Regions from separate parts of the Ovis aries genome. Here region 2 is linked to region 1. Evidence: chromatin contacts called from public Hi-C data. All regions are on one chromosome and are shown on one strand. Each heading gives the region's core, a stretch centred on a gene start, on an enhancer-like site or on the middle of the called end of the contact. The rest is flanking DNA. Distances are from core to core; before and after follow the strand shown.

Region 1 (3,571 bases), core at 442-2,941:
GAGAGGTGAGATGCACCGTGAGCAGCCTGACACAGTGTCCATAGACCTTTTCATCTTCCTGGGCTTCCAAGCCTTACAGTGGCCCAGGACTTGCCTTCTGCCTGCTAACTCCTATAGGCCTTTCTGACCTCGTGTGACTCCACCGCATATTGGGCCTGTGACCTTACTTAGTTAACAGTTAGTCTGTGCCTCTGTTTCTTCATCTATAAAATGGGATACCATCTACCACAAAGGGTTGTTTTAACAGAGAACTGAATAACGTGGTCCACATAAAAAAGTGTTCTGCCCTGAATCTGGCGCAGAGCAATTGCTCAATAAATATTTAATTGTTCAGTTTAGCTTTTGGAGCACATGACCTCACACAAAAAGAAGAGATGGCATCTCGCTGATATGTTTTAGGTCATTTTCTATATTGAGAATGGCTCAGAGTTTGGGGGACCCTGGAAGATGACGCCAGATACTCCACTAGCTATTATGTTACTTTTTCCACATGGCCTAACGCCTCGATTCATACCTAATTTGTTCCCATCTTGTATTAGTTGCCTATACAAATATATACATCAAAAGGAAATAAATTAGTGACATTGTAGGTGTCCCCCAGGTATGGTTTTCAGGTTCCCAGTAATCTCAACCTCCAGCTGGTGAGCAGAAATCCCTTTTGACTGTCTTTATTCTACTGCCATCCTGTGGCCAGCCTGTGCCACTGCAGCAGTGTGGACCAGATGTAGCGGAGCTTTATCCTGATCCTCCCGGTGCCTGGGAAGGGGCTCCTTGGGAGGAAGGGAGTGCAGCTGAATGGTCTTCTTGAGTCCCTCACCAGCAGGCAGGAGTCTGGGCGTGAATCACCAGTCCTGACTTGATTTCTGTTTGATGAACCTTAAGGACAGATAGTACAGGATCACGAAGCCACAACTGATGCCAATGACAAAGAAGTAGATGGCGTAGAGCGGGTAAGAGTTCAGGCCCATGGAATTGAGGATCTGGGGACAGAGACATCGGTGAGCTGGTTAAGAACACGCTCAGAGCGCCGCTGTCTATGTACAGCCAAGGCCTGGGCTACTTACCAGGTCTCCCGGGATACGGATGGTGATGTTGCCAGCTTCCATGTAATAAGCGTGCCCACCAAACTGGATCTTCATCAGCCCTTCAAAACACCATCGGAGGAAGGACACCTTGGAAATCAACGCAGGCACTGCAGAGAGTGAGAGTCATATTATTCACAGGGTCTAACCACCTGCCTCCTAGGAAATGAGTCTGTAGAGATGCCGTGGTGGCTCTGACCCAGGGGCAGCAAGTCCCCCGAGGGAGCTGAGAGCGGGGGAGAGAACAAAAGGGTGAAAGGGCAGAGGGGAAGCTGGAGACATGGACTGCTGGGACAGAGGGGCTGAGCGGCTGCAGGATCACCGTGCACTTGACCTACCGTAACTACTCCACAGAGCAATCTCATTAGGTGTCCAGCACGTGCTTGGCCTATAGTAACTCCAGAGAGTAATTTCATTAGGTGTCCAGCACGTGCTTGACCTATAGTAACTCCAGAAAGTAATTGATTAGGTCCAGCACGTGCTCAGCTTCACAGAACCTCTGGACTCTGGAGTCTCAGCAGCCCCACACCAGAGATTACAGAGATGACTGAGTCTGTACCCTGACCCCACGGAGGCATCCTGGCTCAGGGAGGAGGAGGAAGCGGTGAACCCTGCCCGGTTCATCAGGAAAGGCCCATGGAAGGTGAAGAGCGGTGATCCACAGGCTCAGTTCTGAGGGTGTGGAGCGTACTGAGGACTTCAGAAGTCAGGTGGAGGCAGCCAGGAGTGAGCAGCCCCGGGCCCACTGGGACAGAGCAGTGACTGGCTCTGCACCTTAGGGAGCTAGCGCTGCAGGGGTGAGGGTTCAGACGTGGAGGAACCAGGGTCATAGACACCAGACTATCACAGTTGGCCCAAGATCAGCTGATAGGAGCCAGGGCAGGGGATAAGGCAAGAGGACATTTCAGAAAGACGTGGGTGGAAGAAGTAATTTGGTTCACTGGTGATGTAGGGAGGGAGAGTCAAAGGTGGCCCCTGGGTGTCAGCTGGGCTGTATGAGAAGGTGCCATCTGCCCCAGCCCGCCATGGAGCCCTTCCTTCGAATCTGCTCCCAACTCTGAGTTGGACCAAAGGGATGAGCTCACAATGCCAGGGGAAAGCAGACTGATCCAGCCACAGAAGGCCTCACAAAGCTTGAGCAGGTGAGGAGAGCCGACCTCACCTGTCCACAGATTGTCCAAGCTTATCATGAAGCCCCCGGTGAGGTAGAAGGAGTTGTAGAGAGCGTTGCCGAAGAAGGAGGACATGTGAAAGGTGGGGAGCAGGGCAGCGGCGGCCAGGGCCATGACCCGGCAGCAGAAGACCACCAGCCACACCAGCAGGAAGTGCAGCAGGAAGGGCTCGAGGCCTGGGCGCAGATTGGCCAGCCAGTAGATGGGCATTCCATAGATGATGATGTAGACACAGTGCTCAGGAAACTCCCCCAGGATCTGCAAAGGATGTGAGCCAGCGCCTTTATTTGCTGATCTTTCAATGTTCCAAGGCAGCAGCCCCCAGTGTCCCCAGCCTTCCCTCCTGGTGCTGACCAGGGTTGCCACCAGAGGGTTAGTGGGCACAGGTATGTGGGACCCACAAGCATGAACTCACTGCTGACTTCCCCCTGCAGGTGCTGTATGTGCCCTCTGGGGCAGTTCAGGGCTCTGGAGACCTGGTTTCAAATCCCCACTCTGCCTACCCAGACATGGTAGCTGTGTGGCCTGGAGGCAGCCACTTAACTTCTCTGAGCCTCCACTTCTTTGAAATGAGGACCATTAAACCTTCCAACCTGCTTTCCAGGGATGTGGAGAGACTGGAGAGGTGAAGGACACTAGGTATAGATGTTTCCCACCTCTTCTCTGTTAGGTTTCTGGTGGCCAGAAAAATGTCATTCCTGGTCCACGATCCTGGCCTTCTGATAAACGTTTGAAAAATTTATCAGAGACTCATCAAGTCTCCGAAACTCTCCTAAGGATTGTGGCGTCTGCAACCACAGATGATGCTCAGCCCCACTGCTGAGCAAAATGCTTCCCTGTAACTTCTGTACAATGTGGAGAAGATTCTTCTGCCCATTCTTCCATGAGGCACTCACTCTGAAGCCTGACCAGTCACCTTGGCAAAGAAATACGGCCCCGCCGTGTACAGCCCATCTTCTAGTTCATAGTAGAGCAGCGCCCTCTCTGAGTGACCTAAAAGGGGCAGAAAAGGAGAATGAAAAAATGAAATTACAGTGTTGCTGCTCGAGTCTCTCTTTGTATAATTAAAACTAGTTTTATTGCCTCAATGTCATATATTTTTTAAAAAAGGCAATTTTTGATCCTAATTTAGATGTTTATAATTCTGTGACTTGCGCATTGCTGTCAATATAGCTCCTGCTAGGAGAGAAAAGCCTCAGACTCCTAGGTAATTTGTTCTTATTTGCATACTGATATTAATATATGAAGTTTAAAAACAACCCTCAGCTTTTATTTAGCAGTCATGGTGAAACTGTTCAGCAGACCTGTCTCCTCCAG
Region 2 (3,665 bases), core at 1,134-3,633, 220 kb after region 1:
CATGTTGGATTGCAGATCACTTTTTCCTTTGAGGTACTATGAACTTCATTTTCCCATCCTTTTTCCATGACCTCAAGAGCCAACTATCCAAACAAATTTCACTTAAATTGATTCATACGGTAGCTCCTTACTTTGAAGTTCAGTGTTGATCTTTTGTATTATAAAATGATTCTTAAACTTGTTTTAAAGCAATGAAGTCAAGTGATTTCTTGAAATATATTCAATGTAATACAATGTAATAGAATCCAGAGGAAAAGTTTTTTTCCCCACTAAAAGGTAATTTTTATAATGTTAAACTTCTTTAATGATATTAAAGATACTTAATGATATTGATATTAAAGAAGTTTAGCATTATAAAAATTACCTTTTAGTGGGGGAAAAAGACTTTTCCTCTGGATCTAAGAATAGTTTCTCTTGTGTGCTTTTTTTCCTATCCTTGTGATTCTAGATCATTCTATTCTACTGCTGCTCTTTCTTTCTGACTGTGTTTCTTACTGGTTCTAACCAACATTTCAAATGTTTTTCCCTAGCTTCTGTCTTTCACAGCTTATATGGGATTGCTAACAATAGGATCTAGAGGTAACCAATTATACATTAAGGGTTGATTCTCCGTTAAAAAAAATTCGACTCTCATAGACATTTAGAAAACTGTTTGCCAGACTCTTAAACCTCAAGACTCTTGTGACTCCCTGTTGTGCTTCCCTGTACACTTAAATCTCTAGCTGTCAATTGAGGTGGTAGCCTTTCCTCTTTGTTTTACTCCACCATAACAGGATAGCATTTGGGTAGGTCCAGCTCAGTTCTTTAGATGCTGTTGGAGCACTTGTTTGCAGCAGACTATAGCAAGGCTTCTCTGGTGACGCAGATGGTAAAGAATCCACCTGCAATGTGGGAGACCTGGATTCAGTCCCTGGGTTGGGAAGATCCCCTGAAGGAGGGCATACCCACTCCAGTATTCTTACCCATAGACAGAGGAACCTGGTGGGCTGCAGTCCACGGGATCACAAAGAGTTGGACACGACTGAACGACTAAGCACAGCACAGAGCAGGGACTAGAGGAATAAAGATAATTCCAGTCCTCCAGGATTCTGCTCTCTGATGGGGTAGACTTTAGTTTATATAAAGCTCAGTACTAACGAAGAGGTATACAAAATGTTCAATGAGATGACAAGGAAAAAACACATAACTCAATCTAGAGGCTTATAAAGATGAGAGATGATTTGAATATTAAAGGATACTTAATAAGTTATCCAGTCCTGTATTACTAGAGAATTGTGTAGGAGGCGCAGGAGGGGGACCATCAAAGTAATATATGCCATGCAAATAGCATGTGTTATATTCTATAGGGCATGGAGACCACTGAAGGGTTTCAAGCAGAGAAGTGCCTTGGATTTTGGAAATATCATTCTCACTGGTGTGACAGAAAGGAAGGCTCGAAAGTAGTGGTTCTCCATGCGTCCTGGAGCAGCAACTTCAGCATTACCTGACAACTCAGAAATGCCAGTTCTCAGGCCCCACTCCTGACCTACTGAATCAAAAACTCTGAGATTGGGACCCACAAATCTGTGTTGAAACAAGCCCTGCAGGTGATTTTGATGCAGGGCAAGTTTAAGACTTACTGCTCTGAATCAGCAGGTGAGTGTGCTCAGTCACTTCACTTGTGTCCGACGCTTTGTGACCCCATGGAGCCCACCAGGCTCCTCTGTTCATGGGATTTTCCTGGCAAGAATCCTGGAGTGGGTTGCCATGCACTCTTTCAGGGGATCTTCCCAACTCAGGGATGGAACCTGTGTCTCAGGCAGATTCTTTACTTGCTGAGCCATCAGGGAACATTCGACAAAGCCTAGAGCGGGGCTGTGGCACCCCGCTCCAGTACTCTTGCCTGGAAAATCCCATGGATGGAGGAGCTAGGTGGGCTGCAGTCCATGGGATCGCTAAGAGTTGGACACGACTGAGCGACTTCACTTTCACTTTTCACTTTGATGCATTGGAGAAGGAAATGGCAACCCAGTCCAGTGTTCTTGCCTGGAGAATCCCAGGGACGGCGGAGCTTGGTGGGCTGCCGTCTATGGGGTCGCACAGAGTTGGACACGACTAAAGCGACTTAGCAGCAGCAGCATAGTGGGACTGAGATTAAGAAGGAACTCACCTCAGGTACAAAATTTAAGAGAGTGCTAAAATCTTGAGAACCCAAGATAAATAATATGTCAAATTAATGTAACATTTTGAAAAAATCAAAATGAATGCCAAAAAGTCACAGTGTTGTTTGTTTTAGGGCTGTGTGTTATTGTGCAATGGAAACAGTTGTTTCCAATCTGCTTGAGGTTCCCAGGGCCCCACAGCTGTCATATTTCCCAACAGGCTGATTGGGTAACATGAGGTTCAGGTCTGGCTTCAAGGGTATGGGAACTGTGCAGGTGAACAGGGCCTCACATGCAGAGGGACCCTACACTTAGAGAGGGCTCCCCAATTGTTCACTGTTCTGCTATCAGTGTGAATTCTTCATAATTTAAGAAGGGGCCCTGTCTTTTCATTTTGTACCGGGCACTGTAAAGTATCTCTGGAATGGTTTTCAGTTTTGTTTTTTTTTCCTTCAAATTTCACATTAGCAAAGAGTAAATTCAGTTTTCTTGTTATTGTATAACTTTAACTTTTTGCACTTAGTTCAAAATATGAGAGGACATTTTGAGAAGTGTACATAGGGCACAGATTTTTCCTTTTGCCTCCAACATGGCCCAGCTCAGGAGGAGTACAGAGACATTAATTGTCACAACTAAGGGTTCTACTGACATCTAGTGGGTCGTGACTAGGGATGCTGCTAAACACCCTACAATACACAGGACACTTCACAAGAAATTATATGGTTCAGAACATCAGTGGTGCTGGGGTAAGGAGGTTGTTAGCTGTGTCTTGTATTAGGACAGTTATTGCAGATATGGAACTATCTAGAACTTGGTGACTAGTCAGCTGGGAATGGAGTTCAAGGGAAAGAAAGATCTTCAGAGTTTTTGCCGCTTTAGGAAACAAGCTATATGGAGAATTCAGGAGAATTCAAGAGAATTCTGAAACAAGACAAAAAGAAATAAGAGTTTGAAGCAGGGCATCCAAATAGAGATGTTCATTTGAAGGGGAGCATCTGAAGCTCTGAACAGGGTTTAGCACTGTCCACAGGTACCTCTATTACGGTCCTCTGCCCATACCCAAAACGCCAGGACAATTCCACTCCTCCTGCTTCAGGGAATGGACACCATAGCTCAACCAGGGACAAGGAAGGCAATTTTCGGCTTTTTAAGGTCCACATGATTTTTCTGAAACTCATGGCCGAGAAATTGTTTCGTTCATTTCCAATATTTAGACCCTAAAGGGCTCAAGAACAGAGTTTATTGTCATACTATAAGTAACAGACTGGGATAACAGGCAAGCGCTTTTCTCTGAGATGAAATAAAGATTCTACAGGTGGAAGAAGAAGAGGGACAAAACAACATAAGGGAGAGGATGGCTGGGAGAACGGGACTGGGTCGGGGCACCAAGCCGACAGGAGCTGAATCAGTACCAACAGCTGCACACCCCTACTTGCAAAGGCAGCCCTCTTTTCCAGTAGCTGAGACCACTTGCAGGCCTCAGCATAGAGATCAAGGCCCATCACCTATTCTTGGACAGGGCTG

Evidence for each region. A called contact is a pair of places that touch in the nucleus more often than the background predicts.
Region 2: a contact with region 1 is called in a Hi-C map of liver, with 5 times the contacts expected there. The contact joins two enhancer-like sites. A contact is called at or near these places in 2 of 16 Hi-C or Micro-C datasets (liver and tail adipose tissue).

The regions. Positions count from the first base shown.
Region 1 is chr3:80,414,305-80,417,875 of ARS-UI_Ramb_v3.0, forward strand. ABCG8 (ATP binding cassette subfamily G member 8) reads right to left here. Exons shown (of 12, transcript XM_042246236.2): 9 at 3,171-3,247; 10 at 2,245-2,512; 11 at 1,065-1,192; 12 at 293-980. The coding sequence ends at 843. Among named protein-coding and RNA genes, the nearest start is that of ABCG5, 11 kb to the right of the region's middle. Within about 2 kb of position 1,692, at least 4 of the 54 cell types and tissues checked have an H3K27ac peak or open chromatin away from gene starts, as enhancers often do. A contact at or near this core is called in liver, where this site is marked.
Region 2 is chr3:80,636,763-80,640,427 of ARS-UI_Ramb_v3.0, forward strand. No RefSeq gene overlaps it. Among named protein-coding and RNA genes, the nearest start is that of THADA, 15 kb to the right of the region's middle. Within about 2 kb of position 2,384, at least 3 of the 54 cell types and tissues checked have an H3K27ac peak or open chromatin away from gene starts, as enhancers often do. A contact at or near this core is called in liver, where this site is marked.